Linked DNA regions of Mus musculus: region 1 is linked to region 2. The links are chromatin contacts, called in public Hi-C maps. All regions are on one chromosome and are shown on one strand. Each heading gives the region's core, a stretch centred on a gene start, on an enhancer-like site or on the middle of the called end of the contact. The rest is flanking DNA. Distances are from core to core; before and after follow the strand shown.

Region 1 (4,022 bases), core at 1,308-3,807, 110 kb after region 2:
GTAGAAAATACCATTCTTCAAGGGAAAAGATTGTGTTTCATAGTTCTTTCCCATGGGTCACAGTAGGTAACAGTTATAAGTATTTACTCTGTTACTATACTGAATAGATTTGCATGCAGGTCTTACCTAAATCTTATAATACACTAAGAAATACATGTATTATCCCAAACTTACATATAAATAAACAGATCTCCAAGGCCTTCTAGGCCAAGGGTTGGGTTCATGGGTCTGACTCCGGAGCCTTTTCTCAGCCGCCACTCTACACTGCCCCCATCATATTCTTAGAGTAAGTGTTAATGAAAATGGAACAAATATTTCCACGTGCAAATGGACAGGTGTTCTGACGCCATCGCTCTGACCATTAGGACCCCTGTGAAGCTGCTCAGCCCTGAGGAACTTCAGAACTATTGTTCCCTACTCTGACTGTCAAGCATGGCTCTCAGCCCTAGAGACTGGAGTGGCGGTAGAATTCTATTTCCTGACCCTTTCTCTGTTAAAGCACTCTGTTTCTTCTATTTTTCAGTTGACCATCCTCCAATGGAGCCTTCCCAGTTCGTGTCAGTTGTCCCTAAGTATCCAGACAAGATGGGATTTGATGAGGTAGGAAAGTCTCTCTCTCTCTCTCTCTCTCTCTCTCTCTCTCTCTCTCTCTCCCCTCTCTCTCATCTCTCTCTGTTTCTCTCTATTTCTGTCTCTATCCCTCTGTCTCTCTGTGTGTACTCTTGCCCTTATGTGTGCATGTGTGTGCTTATATGCACATGTGTACAGAGACTTCTGTGTTAATGTTGGAACAGAAGGTGGAACATCTGTCTGAGAGCAAGCAGGCAAGCTTGGCAACTGGAAAGACCCTGAGGACTTGGGTTGGTTGTCATTCTGTTTTCTGGTCTTTACAAAGGAGAATCATAAAAAATGAACCAGAAAGAATTATTTGGCAAGGAATATAAATTTGCTATATATTTTACCAAACTTCTTATTGAGGTTCAAGGGTAAGGTAAGGAGAATATATGTTTTGGGCTCTGGAGGACATCAACTTTATTCTGCTAGAGCTGAGTGGATGGAAACTATTCTAGAATATTCTATGTTTTGTTTAATTTCTGCTTTTCTTCCATGGAAAAAAGGTTGGAGGGCAGAGTTGAAAGGACTAATGAAGAGAAAAGCATGTTCTAAAATTTTGTCTTTTGGCAGGCAAGAACTTTAGCGTAGTTTTCCTAGGGCCATATCTACTGTACAGTTGTAAGTATATAAATAACAAAGCAGAGGTGGGCTTTTAGCTCAGTGGTAGAGCATCTTCTTAGGATAAGTGGAGCCCTGGGGTCAATTCCTAGCACCACAACGAAAAGGGGAGAAGAGGGAGAGGGTGAGAGGGAGAGAGGGAAGGGGGAGGGCCAGAGGGGAAGGAAGAGGGAGGGAGAGGGAGAGGGAGGTGTACAGTAAAGAGAGGAAGGAAGGGAAAGAGGGATGGAGGAAGGCAGAAGGGAATGGAGGAGGCAGAAGGAGGAGGGAGACAGGAAGAGAGGGAGGGAGGGAAGGAAGAAAGGAGAGAGTTAAGGAAAGAGGAGAGAAGAGTGGAAGGAAGGAAAGAAAGAAAGAGAATAATATAAAGAAGTGGTTTTCTTGGTAGAGTGTAAAACAGATGGTTGCCAGGGCCAGAACTGTGAGTCTGTTCCACGAGCCCTTCATGGCCCCTTATGTGGTTGCTAGTGCTGAGGAGTTTTGTGGTCTAGAGCTGTGACCTGCCAGGAGTCCACACACTGGGACAGAATTCTTCCAGGGCTTCTGGATTTAAGCCAAGCATTGTGCTTTGAGCTCAGTATGCTTTTTGGAAGAAAACGCCTTATCACATTGGAACATTAACATCTGTGTCTCCAAATCATGTTCATCCCAAGGAGCTAATGGACCTAGGAGTTGGGGATCTCTGCTACAAAACTGACTTGAAGCTAGACTTCCAAATGCAGGAAATGGGTAGTTCATAAATACCAAGTAGAGATTATGCCATTTTCACAGAAGGCAGAAAAAGGAGAGATGAATTTAAATGTAGCACAAAGTATAAATAGACCCTATTGAGTCTATTCCTATTTACTAAAAATAGAAAATAGTTTTCAAAACTGACCGGTGCTACAAGGGTGGGCTCACCAATGGTGGGTCCTTGCTGCGGGGCGGGGCCTGCCACACAGCTTCCTCTTGCCGAGCACAGTTCTCCTTCCCGGAGACTGTGGCCTCTCTTCATTTTCTAGGAAAGGGGGCCCATGTGTTTTTCAGTGTCTTCCTTTTTCCTCCTGGCATCACATTCTGTGAGGATCAGATCACAGTAAATGAAACAAAGACAGACCGGACCGGCTTGCTCCGCCTCGGGCAGGACCGTGGTGTTAGTGCCCTAGAAAGTGAGGCAGCCCAGGACTTTGCTTTCCACAGCCCAGGATAATCATCTCTCTGTCTGCAGCAGACATGGGCTGTGGAAAAGAGGTGTCAGAGGTCTTTTCCGCCCTCCAATCCTGTGACCTGGTTGCTAGCGTCTGGCTGTATTAGGCACTCGGTTCTTTGCTCTGTTTACTAAGTATGAGCAAGCCGTCTGTGTTTTCCCTTCATGGCTACTGGGTTTATTGCCCTTGTCCTGGCAGGGCCCAGGGCGGGACTATTATTTACTGAAAGCTTCCTCGACTGGAGGCCTCTGGTTTGCAGGGGACTTTTTGGATGCTTCTCTGTTTGTTTTGTTTTGTTTTGCTTTGTCTCCTTGGGTGACCTCAGATGGCTCTGTGGATGCGAGAAGGATATGCCGTTTCCTTCCTATGTCTGTAAAACCAGGCAATGGAACATAATCCTTGACAGTTAGGATTCTAAAGACAGAGAAAATGAAAAAAGACGGCACATGCTTTAAGCTACATAGTCCCAAATATATGTCACACAGAAATTATGGTGGATTTTTTTTGTTTTATTAATAACTATCCAGTTAAGTAAGAGGGTATCAAATCATACTGAGTGCCTGCCCTGCCCAGCATCTCCGGAGATGATGCACAGAACATTCTGTTGCTCCCAGGACTCTATATGTGAACAGAGATGAGACTCTCTTACAGGGGAGAGTTGAAAGCTTAGTATAACTTCTGATGCTGCTAAAGCATATATTTAAAATTATACTCAGAGTAACTATTGAGCCAAAGCTCAGTGCAATATAGTCTGGACCTCAGCCTGATTGCATGATAAGATTTCTGCACAGGTCTCATAACATGAAGCCAACTTTACTATAAGCCACTATGCACAGATTTTCATAGGTACAGGGCTTGAGGGGTGGGTTTGCTCAAACCCCTCCTTTTCCAAACAGCAGAGCTAACTACACAGAGAAAATAAATACTGTCCCCAGAGTCACCTCGACAGTCAGGAGGCAACGAGTGTCCTCTGCCCTGTTCCTGTAGGTTTCTCCCTCACTGGGATGTAGATTCCTGATGGCTGTTAACATCTCCCAATAGTTTAATATTCAAAATCAGCTCATCAGTGCTTGCAGCCAGAGGCCTTTATTCAAAAGCTAACTTATGCACTGGTAAGACAGTCTGGTGGCTGAAAGCACTTGCTGTCAAGCTAGAAGATTGTCAATTGTCCTCTGACCTTCTCGACACTCACAGCAATGCAGTTACACTATACACACTAAATAAATAAATGAATAAATAAATACATACATACATACATACATACATAAAACGCTAATTTCCCTACAGCAGTCTTCATGAGGCTTTAGTTGCCTTATGATGTCTATATGTTAGTACTGCTATCATCTAGGCATTTCAGGCCAGGGTAAAGGGTACAGGCAGACTTGGCCCTCGCTCAGAAAGCCCGAATGCACATCCATCTGTATTCACAAGCCAGCAGGTGCCCTCTGTTGAGCACTCAAAAAAAAAATCTCATACCGAAATCATGTTTTATGCTACTCTCTCCTCGGTCAAGGGTAACAACCAGGGAACTGGGCCCTTTTCTTCAATGCCTTTATCCTTTTAGATTTAGGGGTTGAAGAATTCTGGCAAAAAAAAAAAAAA
Region 2 (3,922 bases), core at 1,243-3,742:
TTTCAAATGTTTTCAATTAAAAATTATTTAGCAAATCCTCCATTCTGGAGGACTAGCTATACTTAAAGCTGGTAGGTAAATGACAATTATTAAAAGCATGAGTTATAAAACAATAACAGACTAGGTCAGAGGAAGTATTCTCAGGGCATGAACTGGTGATCTTTTCATGACAGAATAGATGCAGTCAGCCTTGCAGGACTTGAGTGTATGGAGAAGCGCAATGGTCCAGTGGGAGAAATTATGGCAACCAAGAATAAGCTACAGAAAGTCAAGTCTATAAAGAATCATTGCCACCAGGAGCAGAAAAAAATTTAGATTTTCATTGGGCTACGTTATGGGATGCCTCAATTTCTCTGGCATCTAATTTGCATATAGAAAAAAATCTGCTAAATTCTGAACACCTCCTGCTCTTGAGTGGGAGTTATTTGAGCTTTAAAGAAGCAAATTACTTCTTTCAGACTTGCTAGCTGTAATAGGAAAATCCCAGGAATCTACCCCTGCAGGGAGGCCCTGGGCATCCACACACAGTGGGGCAGGTGTGGTAAGGCCCTGGCCCTGGGCATCCACACAGTGGGGCAGGTGTGGTAAGGCCCTGGGCATCCACACAGTGGGGCAGGTGTGGTAAGGCCCTGGGCATCCACACACAGTGGGGCAGGTATGGCTGATCAGATATTCCAGAACCTTGAGAGGGCAGACCTAATTGGCTGCATGATAAATGTGCAGGTTCAAAAGAAGGACTTTACGTGCCCCAGATCTCAAAAAGTGCTTGACAGTGGTACTGAGACATCACTTTGTGTTAGGCTACAAGGTCTAATTTGTTGTTCCTGGAAGAAAAAAAAAAAATCAGGAAGATTTGGTGGTTTATACAGCCATTAAGTTCAATGGGAAAAGAATCTGCAAGTAAGAAAACTGTCTAGAGGCAACATCAAACCTAGATGGAGTTTCAATGGGTTACTAATACTTATATAGTACTTTTTATGTCAGACACCTTATAAACATTACCCTATGAGGTTAAGTACTACCATTATCCCTATTTTTTAATGAAGAGAGGTAAATATACCGAGACACGTCAAAAAATTGAAACAGAACTGCGATGAAGTCAAACAAGTCAAAGTTTACCAACTTTGAAACAGAAATAAGATTCAAACTTGGGAAGTCTGAACTGGCCTCCATGTTCCTAGTCACTGTTGATGTCTTCTCTGTTTCTCTCTACATCCTCCCCTGTCGTTATGGTAACTAGTGACATTCCCACGCTATTGTTTATGGAGTCGATGATGGGAAATCAAAGAAAACACCAAGCATAGATGGGCGTGATGGCTCACACCTTTAATCCCAGCACTCGGGAGGCAGAGGCAGGCGGATTTCTGAGTTCTAGACCACCCTGGTCTACAAGGTGAGTTCCAGGACAGCCAGGGCTATACAGAGAAACCCTGTCTCGAAAAACCAAAACCAAAACAAACAAACAAAAACAAAAAATAAAAAAACCCACCAAGCTTCATGAAGTGCTGAAAGGTTCCTTTTTTAAGATTTGTATTTACAAATATTCGCTTTCCTTGATTGTTTTAACACACTTATCCGACTCAATAACTCTCAAAGGGGGGAGTTGCCATTTTATTAATGAACCAGTCCTGGAGGTCTCTGTACAGCCTTCATTCATTATCAGCAGACTGCTTGTGGCTTAACGGATACAAAGTTATCAATTTCCCAAGCAGAAGCAAGCAGAAGGTTATCCTTATTTTCCTTGAGGCCAACACAGAAAATACAATGTCAATAGTTCTCTGGCCTGTACAAGAACTTACTCAAGCTTTCCAAGAAAGAAGAAAAATTAGGATTCTGTCCCCATACAGAATCAAGATGCACACTTTGGGCCTAAGGCTAAGTGTAATACGACTGTGCCTAAATACATTATTTGCGGACTCCTAGATCTCAGCCGTAGTCCACAAACTGTTTCTGATCGGTTAGCTGTGGACTCAGCCCATCTCAGAAAGGACTACATAGTTAGGAAAACAGGTATTAATGGAGGGCTCATCAGCGGCCTCTGGGTTAAGAGTGGCCTTGGCAGCATGACAGGAATGGTGTTAATCTATACTATATAACTCATATAAACAAACAAAAATGACACTGCGGGCGACCAGTGGCCTTGCACTCGGGGGTCCCCCCCTACCCCACGCCGCGAGGCTGGCGTGCGTCCTCCGCCGAGACGCGGGCCGGAGAGGGAGCGCGGTGCCGAGGGCCGGGTCGGCGCCCTGCTGGCCTCGCGCCTCCTGACCTTAGGGTGTGTGCCCATCCAGGCGTCCTCCGGAGCCCATGTGTGGGCGCCGCCGCCATCGCGAACGGGAGCCGGGCCAGGCCCGCTACATCCCGGGGTAGGTTTGGAATCGCTGCGCTCCTCCATGCCGCCCGCGCAGAAAGCCGTGGTGCACCGCAAACCCCGCTCGGCCAGAAGCAGACGGTCCAGCGCGCGGGAGTTCCGCTTCCCGCCGCGCACACTGGGCGGAGAGTTGGCCGGGCCACGCCCTCTGACTAGGGACCGGCACCAGCGCGGATGAGCTCCGCCCCCTCCACCTTCCCTCTTCACCACCTCCAGTCTGGGCAGGTTGTAGGGTAGAGAAAGTTAACTAATAACCTGAATTCAGAATTCTTCAGCCCTTCATAAACCCGTGCTCTCTAGCTTGAGAAATGAAGGATTCTTAACCCGTCTTTGCCTTCAATTCCTGGGAGCAGAAAAAGACCCCATTCAATGCCCTGCTGTCGAAGTTTAAAATTAAAACACAGTTGTAAAGCAAGTCCATCTTTCAAGATTAGAAAAAAACATGAAGTGTTGAACGGGTACTGAGAACTAACGTAAACAAATGACTTAAAAAGCCAAAGATGTGACCCTTCAGACTGATGGGTAGGACATGGCAAGTGGGTTTGGATTTACCCTGAGTAAGAAAGGAGCCAGTGGAGGTTCCTGGTATTAAGAGGAGTGGTTACAAAGCCACTATATTAACCAAGACCAAAAAGGCTTCCAAAATTAAAAAAGTACCAGGCAAAAGAAAACTTGTGATTCAAAACGCAGTAGATTAAGAATCTTGTGTTGAACCAGGCAGTGGTGGCCCACGCCTTTAATCCCAGCACTTGGGAGGCAGAGGCAGGTGGATTTCTGAATTCGAGGCCAGCCTGGTCTACAGAGAGAGTTCCAGAACAGCCAGGGCTTCACAGAGAAATCCTGTCTCGAAAAACCAAAAAAAAAAAAAAAAAAAAAAAAAAAAGAATCTTGTGTTGAAACAAAACTTTGATGAGACCATTACATCCATCAGCAATGAAATACAACAAACCATATTTTTAATGGATGGAAATCTCAAGGGTCAAATCTCAAAAATGAAAATTTTTTTTAAAATCCAAATAGGTATTCTGTAGTTCAAGATTACAGTTTTGGAAATAAAGATTTCCAGTGGGTGATTTTTGACAACCAAAATGGAATTTGGGGGGAAGAGCAGGTGAAGTTGCAGATAGATCAAGAGAAATCACTACAGATGAACAAAGAGTGAGATGTTATTTTCATAAGTGTGAGGGTGGCAGGGGGCAAAGTGCCAGGCTTAGTGGTGAATGATCATGATCTCAGTATTCAGGAGGCTGAAATGGGAGGATTGTGATGTTGAGCCCAGCTGAGTCTACAGAGTGAGTTCTAGATCAGCCTGGACTATAGATCAAAACCTGTCACAGTAAACGAACACGCAGAGAATGAACAACGCCTTAAGGAGTTGCCCCATGTTAGTGAACTAATAGGAGAAGGAGGTAGAAAACACTGAAGAAATGATGGCCAATTTTTTTCACAATTTCAATGAAATAAATTTGCCATTACAAAATGATAAAAAAAGTACCAATTAAACGAGACATGAGTTCCCATTGTTGAAGAAAAGAAAAAGAGAAAACCTTA

What was found. Hi-C and Micro-C count contacts between places; a contact is called where the count stands out from the background.
Region 1: a Hi-C map of the AML12 cell line shows a contact between it and region 2, with 3 times the contacts expected there. The contact joins the enhancer-like site here to the promoter of Tsen15 in region 2. A contact is called at or near these places in 10 of 39 promoter capture datasets (the 3T3-L1 cell line, 3T3-L1-derived adipocytes, embryonic stem cells and 6 more), 41 of 484 Hi-C or Micro-C datasets (the 63-12 cell line, the AML12 cell line, B cells and 23 more), 2 of 115 datasets of contacts at active chromatin or transcription factors (both in bone marrow-derived macrophages) and 3 of 9 other capture datasets (adipose tissue, liver and macrophages).

Annotation. Positions count from the first base shown.
Region 1 is chr1:152,495,279-152,499,300 of GRCm38.p6, forward strand. It overlaps Colgalt2 (collagen beta(1-O)galactosyltransferase 2), which reads left to right. Exons shown (of 12, transcript NM_177756.4): 7 at 524-600. Among named protein-coding and RNA genes, the nearest start is that of Gm51749, 43 kb to the right of the region's middle. Within about 2 kb of position 2,558, at least 72 of the 459 cell types and tissues checked have an H3K27ac peak or open chromatin away from gene starts, as enhancers often do. A contact at or near this core is called in the AML12 cell line, the MNK3 cell line, adipose tissue and 8 more, where this site is marked.
Region 2 is chr1:152,384,190-152,388,111 of GRCm38.p6, forward strand. Tsen15 (tRNA splicing endonuclease subunit 15) reads right to left here and starts at 2,493. Exons shown (of 5, transcript NM_025677.3): 1 at 2,270-2,493. The coding sequence starts at 2,395.